Regions from separate parts of the Mus musculus genome. Here regions 1, 2, 3 and 4 are each linked to region 5. Evidence: chromatin contacts called from public ChIA-PET, HiChIP or PLAC-seq and promoter capture Hi-C data. All regions are on one chromosome and are shown on one strand. Each heading gives the region's core, a stretch centred on a gene start, on an enhancer-like site or on the middle of the called end of the contact. The rest is flanking DNA. Distances are from core to core; before and after follow the strand shown.

The links. ChIA-PET counts read pairs in DNA pulled down with a chosen protein or histone mark. HiChIP or PLAC-seq counts read pairs in DNA pulled down with a chosen protein or histone mark. Capture Hi-C pulls out chosen DNA fragments and counts their contacts.
Region 1: a contact with region 5 is called in an H3K27ac HiChIP or PLAC-seq map of microglia, with 5 times the contacts expected there. The contact joins the promoter of Lmtk2 here to the promoter of Usp42 in region 5. A contact is called at or near these places in 1 of 484 Hi-C or Micro-C datasets (CD4 T cells) and 2 of 115 datasets of contacts at active chromatin or transcription factors (memory CD8 T cells and microglia).
Region 2: a contact with region 5 is called in an RNA polymerase II ChIA-PET map of memory CD8 T cells, with 5 read pairs. The contact joins the enhancer-like site here to the promoter of Usp42 in region 5. A contact is called at or near these places in 5 of 39 promoter capture datasets (the 3T3-L1 cell line, 3T3-L1-derived adipocytes, hippocampal neurons and 2 more) and 1 of 115 datasets of contacts at active chromatin or transcription factors (memory CD8 T cells).
Region 3: a contact with region 5 is called in a promoter capture Hi-C map of adipose tissue. The contact joins the promoter of Kdelr2 here to the promoter of Usp42 in region 5. A contact is called at or near these places in 3 of 39 promoter capture datasets (the C10 cell line, the HPC-7 cell line and cranial neural crest), 3 of 484 Hi-C or Micro-C datasets (CD4 T cells, bone marrow-derived macrophages and muscle stem cells), 8 of 115 datasets of contacts at active chromatin or transcription factors (the 230-238 cell line, bone marrow-derived macrophages, effector CD8 T cells and 4 more) and 4 of 9 other capture datasets (adipose tissue, embryonic stem cells, liver and 1 more).
Region 4: a contact with region 5 is called in an H3K4me3 HiChIP or PLAC-seq map of bone marrow-derived macrophages, with 5 times the contacts expected there. The contact joins the enhancer-like site here to the promoter of Usp42 in region 5. A contact is called at or near these places in 3 of 39 promoter capture datasets (the C10 cell line, the HPC-7 cell line and cranial neural crest), 5 of 484 Hi-C or Micro-C datasets (the C2C12 cell line, the G1E-ER4 cell line, LSK cells and 2 more), 9 of 115 datasets of contacts at active chromatin or transcription factors (the 230-238 cell line, the SCID.adh cell line, bone marrow-derived dendritic cells and 4 more) and 2 of 9 other capture datasets (adipose tissue and embryonic stem cells).

Annotation. Positions count from the first base shown.
Region 1 is chr5:144,099,038-144,101,737 of GRCm38.p6, reverse strand. Lmtk2 (lemur tyrosine kinase 2) reads right to left here and starts at 1,377. Exons shown (of 14, transcript NM_001081109.2): 1 at 962-1,377. The coding sequence starts at 1,064.
Region 2 is chr5:144,164,603-144,167,302 of GRCm38.p6, reverse strand. Lmtk2 (lemur tyrosine kinase 2) reads right to left here. Exons shown (of 14, transcript NM_001081109.2): 8 at 2,613-2,697; 9 at 884-1,005. Among named protein-coding and RNA genes, the nearest start is that of Bhlha15, 24 kb to the left of the region's middle. Within about 2 kb of position 1,347, at least 28 of the 459 cell types and tissues checked have an H3K27ac peak or open chromatin away from gene starts, as enhancers often do. A contact at or near this core is called in memory CD8 T cells, where this site is marked.
Region 3 is chr5:143,402,484-143,405,229 of GRCm38.p6, reverse strand. Kdelr2 (KDEL (Lys-Asp-Glu-Leu) endoplasmic reticulum protein retention receptor 2) reads right to left here and starts at 1,410. Exons shown (of 5, transcript NM_025841.4): 1 at 1,178-1,410. The coding sequence starts at 1,268. Gm20635 (a long non-coding RNA gene) reads left to right here and starts at 1,488. Exons shown (of 3, transcript XR_868670.2): 1 at 1,488-1,621.
Region 4 is chr5:143,422,766-143,425,466 of GRCm38.p6, reverse strand. No RefSeq gene overlaps it. Among named protein-coding and RNA genes, the nearest start is that of Kdelr2, 20 kb to the right of the region's middle. Within about 2 kb of position 1,361, at least 7 of the 459 cell types and tissues checked have an H3K27ac peak or open chromatin away from gene starts, as enhancers often do. A contact at or near this core is called in bone marrow-derived macrophages, where this site is marked.
Region 5 is chr5:143,730,823-143,733,531 of GRCm38.p6, reverse strand. Usp42 (ubiquitin specific peptidase 42) reads left to right here and starts at 1,252. Exons shown (of 18, transcript NM_029749.2): 1 at 1,252-1,369. It overlaps Gm38737 (a long non-coding RNA gene), which reads right to left and starts at 1,077. Exons shown (of 3, transcript XR_868672.3): 1 at 1-1,077.

The DNA.
Region 1 (2,700 bases), core at 128-2,627, 370 kb before region 5:
TCAAAGCAAAAGATGAAGAAATTGGACTAAATTATCTTTAAGCTTTCTTCCAACCTCTAAAGTTCTTTGAAATGTCAATACCTCCCCCTTCGTTGAAAAAAAAAAAGAAAGAAAGAAAGAAAGCCGTAATGATGGAAAGTTAGCCTAGATTTGTTTTTTTTTCTTAAAATTTCTGAGATGGTTTCTTTGGCTGAAGTTTTATTTATAAACTCCAAATCAAAACTATATGCAGAAAATACAGAAGGGCTGAGAGCTTGAAAAGAGAATCACTCGCTGAAATAGTTCAATTACCCTCAGGCCAATTTGTCAGTGGATACGCAAAAGCTGCTATGCTACTCCAGTCACTAGCTTCCTAAAACAAAATTATGTATCGTTTGTTCCTTTCTCATCCCCAGCGACTCATTCCGAAAAAATAAATAAATAAACAGATAAATAAACCAATAGCCCAACAACCACAGCATCTAAAATCAATTTACAACTTTAGAACAAGTTTCGGTGAGCCAAGGAAACTGCACAGCTTCCGCGAGTCATTGGTTTCATTTAAGGAATGACGAGAAATAAGAAACGGTTCTTATAATAAGACGGGAGAAAAGCCACCAGAGGCAGGTGACATCTGGAAGAAGAAAAAAAAAAAAAAGGAAGTGTCGAGGACAGAAGCTGGAGGTACCTTTAGGGCAACAAGTTTAAGAGTCCGGGAAAAAGAGTCCCCCGGGAGGTAGGGGAACCCATCGCTGCCACCTCGCCCCGCCGTCTTCCCCAACCCCCACCGTGTCGCCGCGCCCCCGCCCCCCATCCCACGCCCCTGCGGCAAGAAATCTCCCTGAGATCGCGGGCATCCCGCGGCCTCCTGCCCTCGGCAGGCCTCCGATCCGCCGCAGAGGTGGCCCAACCCCGCAAGCCCGCCGCCCTCGCCGCCGCCCCGCAAGACGCAGCGGCCCCGCAGCCCCCGGGCTCCGCTCACCTGCACCTGTTTGCGGAAGTGGCGCGGCCCGGGCACAGCCGACCGTCAGGAGCAGGAGCAGCAGGAGCATCGGCGGCGGCGGCGACGCCGGCGGCCCCGGCATCTCGTCCACCGCGCGGTCCCCCACGGGGCCGGCTCTCGGGTCGCCGCCTTCAGTCAGTCGGTCAGCCCTCCGCGCCGCCTCAGCGACACCGGCGCCGGCTGCTTCGGGACACACGTCTCTTTAGCCAAACGTCAACCTTGTTCCTGGTCTGCATCCGCCGCTCTGGCCTCGGAGCCAGCATCATCCTTCCCGCCCGTCAGCGCCGCCACCGCCGCCGCCGCCGCCCCTCAACAGCAGCAACGGCGCCCAGCCTGCGGAGCCGCGGGCCCAGGCAGCCGCGCTCCCGCCGCCATGATGGGCTGCGTCATGTGACGTAGAGCTGAGGCGGGATGCCGGGACCGACACCTGGACCAGCCAATCGTCAATCCATACTGACTCCGGGAGCCCCACCCTCTCAGCCATAGGCGGCAAGGTGGCGATCGGTGCGCCCCCTGCAGACAGAGGAATGAGGCGTGGGCAGCAGGTAACATCGACAATTATTTTAGGAAGATATAAAGAAGTCCATAATAACCCACATAATTTAATCTGGGACTTTTGTCTCTCTTTCTCCTACTTTTTATTTTTCTTTTCTAATTTTTACCAACATGGTTCTCGGTATTTTATCCCCGGTTTTACTTTCTTCATTTTCACTTATCAGAACTTTCTTAGCCTCTTCTTCTTAGGCTGACCCTCATATCAGATAAGCTCTTGAGGAAACGTTGAAATTTTTAAAAATTTTAATTGATCAAGCACAGAATGTTTCTGACTTCACTTACTGACGTAGCAGTGAGCTCAAGCCAGCTCCTCTGCCAAGACAGCCAGCCCTTCCTGCCCCCTCTTGTTCACCTGGCAGATGCGCATCCTTTCATTCGTCAAGACACACCTGGAATATGTATGACTTCATCGATGGCTTCACCCCAATCCCACAAATAACTGAGCATCCACAGCCCCGACCTAGCCCAGCCCTGGGCCGACTGTCATGTTTTATTGTTCCTGTGACTGTAAACCCCTTGAGGACAGCAGCCCTGTCTTGAGTCACCTTGGAGCTCCTCCTGGGTGTTCTCTACTGGAACTGTGCTAGGTGTTGGTGATGGGTGTGAGGAGGGAGCAACTTCCAGGTGAGGTAGAAGATGTCTCAAATGCAATGAAGAGATTGCTTGCCTTGCAAGCTTGAGGGCCTGAATTTGATCCCCAAGAAATCCACATAAAGAAAATCTAACCTTAGTGGACAATGCTTGCTGAAGAGGCAGAAAAAAAGATGGCTCGTAGGACTCGCTGACAAGCCAGACAAACTTGCTAGGTAAGTTTCGGGCCAATAAGAGACCCTGCCTCAAAAACAAAAAGTGGACCCTGACCCCGAGGAAAGACACTCTTCTGGCCTTCACACACACACACACACACACACACACACACACATACATACACAGGGACAGGTGGAGAAAATGCACACACATAAACAAATCACATGCAAACACAAGCAACACATACATCCATGCACACAACACATACATCCATGCACACAACACATACATCCATGCACACATAATAGAAAGGGAGAAAGTGTTTGACTGTAACACAGCTCTGAGCCCCTTCCTTGGGGTTGGGGAGACCACCTTTGCTGACTCTGGGAGTCCAATTTGTGAATAAAAACACCTGA
Region 2 (2,700 bases), core at 98-2,597, 430 kb before region 5:
TGAGGAATGAGAACAAAACAGGCAAGAACGTGCAGACCACAGAAAACACAGTCTGGCAGCAGCAGGTCTCACTAGGAAGGACACACTTTAAGTCGGAGCATAATCCCAGAACAAGGTGTGAGATCAAAACACAGAAACGAACAAAAGAGGCATGAGGAGAAACAGCTTGTATGTGGATAAACCTAAATGAACACTGATGCATAAGCATGCTTGTGCGTGCGCACGTGCGTGCGTGCGTGCGTGCGTGTTACATAGCTAAAAGGAAGTGAGGTGTTCCAAAGCCTTGTACTGGTCAAGAAAGAGGGTGAGGAGATGAAGTAAGATTATGGTGTATAAAAAGTTCACTCATATTGTAATTTCTAGAATAATTGATAAAAGCACAGGCATAGAATGCATAGCTTCTAAATAAAGAGGAAAAAAAAAGCTAAAAAAGAAAATCAATCCAAAGGAAGGCAAGAAAAGGAAAACCAAAAACAAACAGGAAACTACCTGATACCTAAAATAAAGGTATCAGTAAGAAAACCATGACACTGTCAAGTCAAAGACTCAGATACATCATCATTTAAGCATCTTTTGAAATGACCCCTAAAAATCACTTACATAACAGCCCAAACCTCTCAGTTTTCCCACTCCCTTCAGTAAATATTAAGCACTTACTGTATTCCAGGCCGGCAGGTACAACATGGACAACAGATGCAGTTCCCGGCCTTAGTGGAGGCGAATGGGTAGAAGTGGCAGCAGCAAGTCAAACACAACCATTACCGCTGCTATGGCACATGGTGTGTCTCTCTGCCTCCTACATCCTAGAAGAACTCCTGTACTCAAAGAGAGGAGTTGGGCCCTTGCTAAGAAAACCAAATAAAAAAGCATGCCAGATACCTACCAGATATTACTGTATTTAGTCTGATCTGCAGTCAAGAGTCTGTCTTGAAAGCTGGTCACTAATTCTGGAGCAGTCCATCTCAGGGGGAAAACTTTCTTGTCATCTGTCTCAATGTAATCCTCCTGCGTGGTCATAAGCACAGTGTTCAGGGGAATTCCATGTGAGGGGAGCTTGGGAGCTTAAGAGCAAAACGTTATCAGTGAGCACGCGCCCAACCAAAACCAGCACAGGGAAATGGGAAGCAGGCAGGCAGAGAGACTTCTGGACTGTGCTGGTTACCACAGCTGACGTTACAGGTCAACCTCCCACCACTTACGAGCAGCAAAGTGACAGGTGAGCTACAGACACTAGAAGCCCTCTCCCTTAGCTGGAAGGAAGGGCTGCACAAAGCCAACCACTTCTGTGAGAGGCTAGAAAGGTAATCCTAGCAACAACTTCACAGCAAACAGTAAGAGCTTCAGACACTCCCACTAGTGCTTGGACAGGAAACCAACCTAAATTTGCATGTTTTTGAAAGCATTACACTTCTGGTGCTCATAGAACCCACGAAATGACAGATAACTGTTAACTTTATGATGCTGCATAGAAAATGATTAGTATTGTAGCAATATCACTTTTTAAAAAGATACAACTCATTTAACTTTCAGTGTATGAATACTTTGTCTGAATGTATGTATGTACACCATGTATGTGCCCAAAGCCTAAGGAGGAGGTCAGAAGAGGGTATCAGGGGCTCTGGAACTGGAGCTCCGTCCTGTTGTGAGCCTCCATGTGGGCTCTGGGAACTAAACCCATGTCTTCCACAGCAAGAAGAGAATGTGTTTTAACTACTCAGCCATCCCGCCTGGCCCAGCAGAGCTCAGCAAACACTCACAGATGAAATCTACTGAGCTGTTTTCTTTAGGGGTATATGTAACAGTTAAAAACAAAGCAAAAGGGGGCTGGCAAGATGGCTCAGGGGGAGAGAGCACTGACTGTTCTTCCGAAGGTCCTGAGTTCAAATCCCAGCAACCACATGGTGGCTCACAGCCACCCGTAAGGAGATCTGACGCCCTCTTCTGACACGTCTGAAGACAGCTACAGTGTATTTATGTATAATAAAAAAAATCTTAATAAAACAAAAACAAACAAAAAAAAACCAAAGCAAAAACATGAATATCAACCTTAGTATACCTGTGCTTCAATTTTACTGATTATAGTGAGAAACATCTACAGACATGTGTGCTTTGCTCTACAAATACTAATTAGCATTTTGCCCACATGTAATTAAAATCTGTTACATATGGCTAGTGAAATGGTTCAACGGGTAAAGCACTTGCTGCCAAGCCTTGTAACCTGAGTTCTGGCCTGGGGACCCACACAGTAGAAAGAGAGAGCTGCCTTTGACTTCCTCATGCATGTCTTTGACATGTATGTGCCTATAAATATACACATCCATGTGAAATAGATAAGTATGCAATTAGAGTACTTTAATACTGTTTTTTAATATATTATTCAGGCAAACTGAATCCATTACACTGAGACCTTAGTCACAAAGCTACTGACTTTGACAAATCAGAAGCCAATGGTACCATAAAAGGACTGGGATATACCTGCTGGAGAAAGGCCATGGCATAAAAAGACTCCCCCACCCGCACCCCTACCCCCTTAAACACAAGCAGTGTTTTTCAAGCCGACTCTTGACTGACAGTAAGCAGGTTAAGAAGACAGCAGGCAGAGCTTTGCTTACCTTGTATCTGCTGAAGCCTATTCCATAGTCACCCACTTTGACATTTAAGTCGGAGGTGAGATAACAATTCCGCAGGGCCAGATCACTG
Region 3 (2,746 bases), core at 161-2,660, 330 kb after region 5:
TTCTGCTGTCTCTGAAAAAAATTAAATTTGAGTTTACAAAGTTATTTCATTTGGGGACATAGCATTAAGGACAGTATTTTAAGAATATATTTATTTAATCAATCAATTAATTAATGGGTTTTTGGGGAGCAGGGGGTGTTTTTGGAGACAGGACCAGCATGTAGTCCATTCTCATTTTGAATTCCTGAACCTCAGGTTACCACCTCTCGAGTGCTGGGATTACAGGCAAGCACCATCACACTCACCAAGAACTTATCTAAAACTTGTAAGATTCCTAATATTTAACGAAAGGCAGAAGTCCACAGCTATTATGTGAGGAAAGTTCACTCTACTGCCTCTCTGCAATGTAGTTTGAGGGAGGTACAGCGCCAACTCAATGGTGACGTGGAGCAAGGATACTAGCCGAGAACAGAGGCCTCTGTGGTACCCAGCGCTGGCAGTTTAAGAGAACCAGTTATTAGACGGCCACACTCAAGGATGAAAAACTAGCTTGCTTCTCAGAGTAACATGAAAACTATGCCAAGCAACTCACTTAAAAGATCCACATCTCTTTTTATGACGCATGAGATCCCGAACCCCAAGGCTTGAGTTGTAGCCTCATCAACTGTAAGCACAGGCCAGACCTGACACCATCCTGCCCCCACATCCCATCCTCTGCTTGTCCTTGAAGATAACAGAATGAATAGCAGGATGCCCCTCTTCCTCCAGCCAGCCCCACCTTCGCGGGTGGCCTGGCTGCCACGTCAGGCCCAGCTAGTCTGTGGTCCTATCCATCCTCCTCGAGCAAGTCTCCCATTGATTCCTGGGGACTCAGAGGCGCCCCCCAAAAGTCCCATGGAGAGGGACACGCCCACTAGAGCCCCACAGATCCCGTGCTAAACTTTTCAGATGCAGCAGGACGCGGGGGCAGTTACGCCAGCGCTCGCTGAGCCAGGACGGATCAAGTTCGCGAGCGGACCAAGCGCAGAACTGGGGGGCCCAGAGCTGCGACGGACACCCCAGCCCGTGTGCACACTCGGAGGGGTTTCGTTGCCCGCCGAGCAGGCCGAGATGGGTGTGTCTGGCCATCGCAAGCCCGGCACAAAGCCTCCGGAACGACCGAGAGCCGAATGGGTCGGTCGAATGGGCCAAACGCGCGCGCTCCTGCCCCGCGCGCCTCGCCCCGGCGGCCGCTCACCAGCACAGGAGCGCGTCTTCCAGATCTTCAGCAGTAGGATGACGATGGCCGCCAGGTGGGACAGGTCCCCAGTCAGCCGGAAGATGTTCATGGCGGCGGCGGTCGGCGCGGCACAGCGGCACCGGAGCTAGGCAGCGACTCGGGACGCGGCGACAGCAGCCCCGGAGAGAGGAAGCGGCGAAAGATGGCGGGAGCGGGCGCGACGTGGCCAGGGACGTGGCCGAACTGCCGTCGCGCGCGCGGGGCAGCCTGGGAGAGCGGGCGACCGCTGGGGCCACGCCCCCGCCACGCCCCTTAAAGGCCCAGCGTCGGTGAGCAGCCGGACTTTACATCCCGCGTGGACGGTCAACTGAGGACCCAGAGTCCTCCGCAATTTCCGTCTCCAGGGTTTCCGCCTAGGTGCCAGCGATTTCCTTCTCTAAGTTTTTGAAATGCCACTCAGTTGTGAGTATTGTCTTGTTTTTTTTTCCATTCCCTACTAAGATAGCAGAAATACCTATCTCAGAGGCATTGCGAGGGTAGAAAGCAAGATTAAAATTTCTGTGATTAAGAACTCCAGCTTCTCTTGTATAGGACCGAAGTTCGATGCCCAGCTCCTAACCTCGGGGAGCTTACATCACCTTTAACACCAACTCCAGGGAATTCATTGCTTCTGGCCTTTGAGAGCACCTGCACGCCCATGCACACACCCACACACAAACTAACACACACATTTTAAATAATAATAAAAATAAGTCATAAGAAATCTGTCAAAATCTATTAATTTTTATTTAAAATTACATTAAAATTTTGTATTAGGGATGGAGAGCTGGCCCAGTGGATAAGAGCAATTGCTGTTCTTCTAATAGACCTGATTTCGAGTCCCAGCACCCACAACTGCAGACTCACAACAGCCTGGAACTCCAGTTCTATCTGACACCTCTCACCTCTGAGGGTGCCTTCATGTGTGTGCGCGCGCACACACACACACACACACACACACACCCCTGAAACAATAAAAATAAAAATAAAAATTTATTTGTGGACTGTGTGGGCACATCCAGTCAGGCCCAGTTCTCTCCTTCCATCTTGTTGGTTCCTGGGACTAGGCTCAAATCTCCAGGCTTGGTGACAAGCCCCTTTAGCCGCTGAGCAACCCCACCACTTCTTTTTCTTTCCTCTCCCTCCTCTTCCTCTTCTTTCTTTTTGCTTTTATATGTCTGTTCACACGTGTGTGTGCACATGTGTAGGCTGTGAGGCCAGCTATTTCTAGGACCTTCTAGATCCTGTTACACCTTATATATTGAAGCAAGGCATCACACTTGAACCCAGAGCTTGCTGATTTGGCTAGTCTAGCAGGCCAGCTTGCCGAAGGGATCCCCTGTCTCTATCTCCCAGGCTTCAACACAGCCTAGCATTTATGTGGGTGCTGGAGATCTGGGCTGTGTTTCTCGCAGACATGTGTCAGCAATCTTTCTGGATTTACAGTGTTTCTTGTTTGCCATTTAAGAAGAAACTTGGAGGCTTAAATGATGGAGCAGGGTGGGAAGATGGGGCTGAAGCACTAACCCATGCGTCATGGGTTACCTT
Region 4 (2,701 bases), core at 112-2,611, 310 kb after region 5:
CCAGTGTTCTTAACCACTGAGCCATCTCATCTCTCCAGCACTCTCTCCTACCTTATTTTTTGAGACACGGTCTCTATGTTGGCTCTTCCTGGTTGTCAACTTGACTACATCTGGAATGAACTACAACCCAGAAATGGAGGGCACACTTTTGATCCAGATCTTGAGCCACAGTGGCCATGAAAAGCTTAGGCCCAGGCAAGGTAGTACAAACTTTTAATCCTAGGAGACAGAGGCAAGCAGATCTCTTCAGTTCAAGGCCATCCTGGGAAAAAGCAAGTTCCAGATGCAGGCGTGGTGGCACACACCTTTAATCTGGGCCATACCTTCTGCTGGAGGCCTACATAAGAACATTGGAAGAAGGAAGGCCTTCCTCTTCTCTGCCTGCTTGCACTTACTTGCCAGCACATCTGTTGGAACCTGCTTCTTCAGGATGGCAGCTTATACAGAAGAGCAGCTGGAACACCTACCCTCGTGGGACTGAGCAACTACTAGGTTCTTGGACTTCCCATTCACCGCTGCCCACTGTTAGATTAGGTGGGATGCAGACTTTAAGCCATTTCAATAAATTCACTTAATATATAGAGACATTTCATAAGTTCTGTGACTCTAAAGAACCCCACCTAGTAGTCTCTCTCACTTAGAGCTCATTTTTTTTTTTCAGCTGGTCTGGCTTGCTAGCACACTTCTATATGAATCCCCTCAATGCTAGAGTTACATCCAACTTTTAGCTGGGAGCTAAGGAGTCAAATTCAGGCTCTTAACCAGTGTGGTGGCACACGTCTTTAATCCTAGCACTCGGGAAGCAGAGGCAGTTGGCTCTCTGAATTTGAGGCCATCCTGGTCTACAGAGTGAGTTCTGGGACAGTCAGGGCCACACAGAGAAACCCTGTCTTAAAAAAAAACAAAAAACAAAAACAAAAACAAAAAAAACCAAGCCAACAAAAACAAAATCAGGTTCTTGTTCTCCTCTCCCTAGCCCCACATTTTAGAGATAGATCTCAGTAGGTTTCCAAGGCTACTTTGAATTTATGATCCTCCTGCTTCAGCCTCTGGAGTGACTAGGATGACAGTCCTGTACCACATACCCGGATTCACCAGGCTTTTAAATAGCAGGGATAAGAAATAGGAATTATATAAACCAGGACTTTGATCCCAGGACTCTGGAGGCAGAGACAGCCAGATTTCTGTGAATTCTAGGTCTACATGTGGAGTTCCAGGCCATCTGCACAGACACAAAGATCCTGTTTCAAAACAAAAGAAAAAGGGGGGAGGGGATACAGGAGAAACCAAATCCCACACTAACCTTTATAGGGTCAGTGAAGGATGATTGACAGCTCAGGCTACATGGGAATCTCACAACTGACCACTAGGGGGCGGAAAAACCAACCCCAACCCCACGTGGGGTTCCGTATTTACCCATTAGTCATCAAACCTGAGGTCCCGAAAAGTCAGTTTCTACACATCTATTCCTTTTCAAAACTTTATTTGTGGGTGGAGATATGGCTTAGCAATTGAGAGTGCTACCGATCTTGAAGAGGACCTGAGTTCAATTCCCAACACCCACTCACAACCCCCTGGAACTCCAGCTCCAAAAGGCTTTGATGCGTCTGGCCTCTGCAGAGACCCACATACCTAGACACATGACTTTAAGTATCTTATTTTCATTCTTACTGTCGGGGTGTGTTTACATGTGAGCATACATCACAACGTGTACATGGAGTCAGAGGGCAATCTGTGGGGTTGGTTTTCTCCTTCTACCCAGGTATTGAACGCCAGCCACCAGGCTTAAGCAGCAAGGAACTCTACCCACTGAGCAACCTCACACACCCTATAGATGTTTCTAACAAGGATTCTGAAACATCTAGCACAACTAGCCAGTGTCCTCTGGGTACCAATCTCCAGGAGGCTTTCAGGGCAGCTAGCTCTCCCTGGAGAGTGAAGGGTGAAGGAAGTCGTGCAGATCACTTCACCAAGAGGGGGTCTTTTAAATATTTTTGTGCGGTGGAGGGGCATGCACACACCATGGCACATGTGTAGAAACCAGAGGAAAACGCTTCCCTGTGTTGTAGTCTCCAGAGATTGAACTCGGGGAATCAGGCTTGGCTGCAAGCACCTTAATCCATTAAGCCCCATCTTGCTGGCCCAAGGGCTTAGTTAAACTTTTTTTTTTTTCTTCTCCCTCCGGCCCTGCTCTTTCCCAGTGTACAAGGCTTACGGTTTATTTATTTTAATATATGAGTATAGTGTTGCTGTCTTCAGAAACACCAGAAGAGGGCATCAGATCCCATTACAGATGGTTGTGAGCCACCATGTGGTTGCTGAGGTTTGAACTCAGGACCTCTGGAAGAGCAGTCAGTGTTCTTAACTGCTGAGCCATCTCTCCATCCCATTAAACTTCTTAAACGTTGCACTTGGGAGTTTCTCTACAGAACTGAAATTCATAGTAATCCCATGTTTTGAGATGCAAGACTCCACACGAGCCTGAGTCCAAAATGCATCATTTTACATAAAAAACAGAAGAAACCCCCAAACTTTCATATCCGCTGGGCATAGTGGCATGTCGTTCATCCTAAAGGACTTCAAGCGCAGAGGCAGGCATGTCTCTGAGTTCAAAGTCAGACTGGTCTACATATCGAGAGCCCATCTCAACAAGACCTCCATAAACCTCAATGAGAAAACGTTACTTGACAACCTATATTCA
Region 5 (2,709 bases), core at 3-2,502:
CTTTCTCCTTTTTAATTCCTCAAAGTACTTGAGTTTTTTGCTCCAAATACTCAATAGACATTTTATAGCCAACCTATAGGGACTGTAATGAAGTTGGTAGCATGAGTAGGTATAGGCTCCTGACCTCTTTATAATGTTAAAAGCTTAACATAGCATGCTGTGGCTGGAATAAATGAAAGGAAAAAGGAAATATGGAGTTGGGTGTTTTGTTTTGAGACTGGGAGTCCTTCTGTAGCACAGGGTGTCTTCAAACTTGTGATTCTCCTGTCTCAGACTCACCTGTACTGGGAATCATTAAAATGGGACTTTTAATGCCCAAGCTAAAGAGCTTAGCTTCTTCTTCTGATCTGTGTTTTAAAATAAAACAAAAAACTGTGTCCACAAGAGTATAGTGAAACCAGAGTGGAGTGCTGGAGGAGTCAGTTAGACTAGGCTTAGTGAGAGAGAAGGCAAGTGGGTGGTGGGCAGGACCACAGCTCTTTAGGTCAGTAGGGTGTAGTGAACTGGTGGTCTAGGGGGTGAAAGGTTTTGATCAGCAGTGAATGCTCTTCAGGGGTGTGTACTAAATGGGTACCACAGGCAGGCGCTGGAGGGGAGAGAATACAAGGATGAACTACTTTGTCCAGCCTCAGGATCCAGGAAGTAACAAGAAGCATGACTGTAGGACTGGGGCGCAGTTGCCTCAATCTGGAGAGCTAAGACTTGAAGTGAGACGTTGAGGGGGGTGCATGGTCTGCTCTTTAGCCTGGCAGGGCTACGTAAGGTAGAGACAGCGGAGGCCCCATCGCGGTGAGGGCCCGTGGATCGCAGAGCCCAGTGGCCTCGCCACCGTAGTCCGCAGGGCCACGCGTAGGAGAGGCATGAGTCTCCCGGGATGGGAGCTCAGGTGTACTGGCTTTAGGGCCCCAACCCGGGCCACTCCGGGAACTCTGAACGGAAGCGGCCCCTCCCCGCCCTGCTGCCGGACACCCAGCCAATCAGTGCATCCCGCCAATCAGGGCGTCGGACCAATCAGTGTGCTTTCTCCGGCGGAGCCCGGCGCTTAGCTGACGCGTGAGGCCAGCCCGCGCCCCGCCGCCCTTGGGCGACGGCCCCTCCCGCGTTTGCCCGGCCCGTTAGCTGCGCGCCGCGCCTCTTGCGCGACGGCCCCTGGGCGGCGGAGGCCGTGGCGGCGGCGCGTGCGGGCGCGGCCCTGGTGCGCCCCCTGGCGGCCCGGCCGGCAAGCTGCGGGTGCGGCGCTGACCCGGAGGCGGCGGCGGCGGTGCCCGGATGGAGGCACGTCATTGTCCCCCGCCGGGCGGCTGGGCTGTGTGCGGCGGCGGCGGCGGCGGCGGCCGAGGGGGATGGAGCGAGTGCCGAGCCGGGTCAGGTAAGCTCCCGCCTCCTTCCCGCCCGCTGCAGGCCGGCGTGGGGCCGGGCCGCGTGTCCCTGGTTCGCGGCCTCAGCCGCCCCGCCGCCTTCAGCCGGCCGCGGCCCGCCGGGACTAGCGCGGCCCCTCGCCCGCCGCCCCCTCTACAGCCGCCGGGCGGCCCGGGGACCCCACGGCTGCGGGACTGGCGCTGCCGCCGCCCGGCCGGGCCAGGCCCGCAGAGCAGGAGGCGGTGGCCACGGCGGGCGGGCTCGCAGCGAAGGCAGCGCCGGGGTTGCACGGAAGGGCCGGACCCCCCTGGTTGCCATGGCCACAGCGCTCCCACCCCCACCGGCCCCAGCCCGCCCCCTCGGTCCGCTGCTCGGGCGGCCGGCAGCTACCGGGCCGCCCGGCGCGTTTGGAGCTGCCGGGGTGGGCGTGTGCACGCCGGGACAGTGTAGCCGGCGTAGCCGGCGTCCGGGGCCCGCCCGCCGCCCCCCCGCGTGGCTGCCACCTCCGGCTCCAGGGCGCCCCTCGGAGCTCCGGGCTGGCCTCCCCGCCCCCACCCCACCCCGACAAACTTTCCCACCCGGGCGCAGTCCACTAGGCTCCTCAGCAGAACACCCGAGTTGCCCACGCCGTAGCGGAGCGGACACCCGCAAGAGAGGCGGACAGCCGGGGGTGTTGGGGTGGGGGGGAGGAGCCCCGTAGCTCTTTCCCCTCCGAAAAAGCGAGTGTGCCTTCCTCCCCCAGGCTCTTTATCTTTTGGGGCACAGAGAACCAACTTACCTGGAGGAAAGGGCGGGTGGGAGGGATCAGATTCAGATGTTTGAAATGAAAATTTGACGGGACCAAAGTTTTACAATCTAGGACTTTAACCTCCCTAGAATACAGTTGAGATTACTTTTGTTGAATAGCTCTTTTATATCTGAAGGCCTTAGGACTTGCTTGTTTGTGGTTCTTTCAAGTAAATACACTCAAGTAACAAAAAGTGTCGGGGAAACTAGTTAACGCCCCTTTTACAAAGTAACAACCGGATCCAGGTTCGCACAGCTGTTTATGGAGGAGAACTTTTCTTCAAAGCATGCATTTTAAACGTTCTGCTTTTACCATGTCACTCATTCAGATGCTTAGGTCTGTGAATAATGAGTTACACTTATTTGTTTTTACTCAGGGACAGTTTCACTTTCTTTTCTGTAATCATTGATTCAAGACTACAGTAAGTACTTGGTTTGCAGAGTTTTACGGCTAATCATTCTGTTTACCAAAATACAATTAAAAACCAAGTGGTGTCTTTTTTTAAAGTTTCTTAAAACTGAAATGTTACCAGAACTTGTATAATACTGTTTATGAAGAGTTCG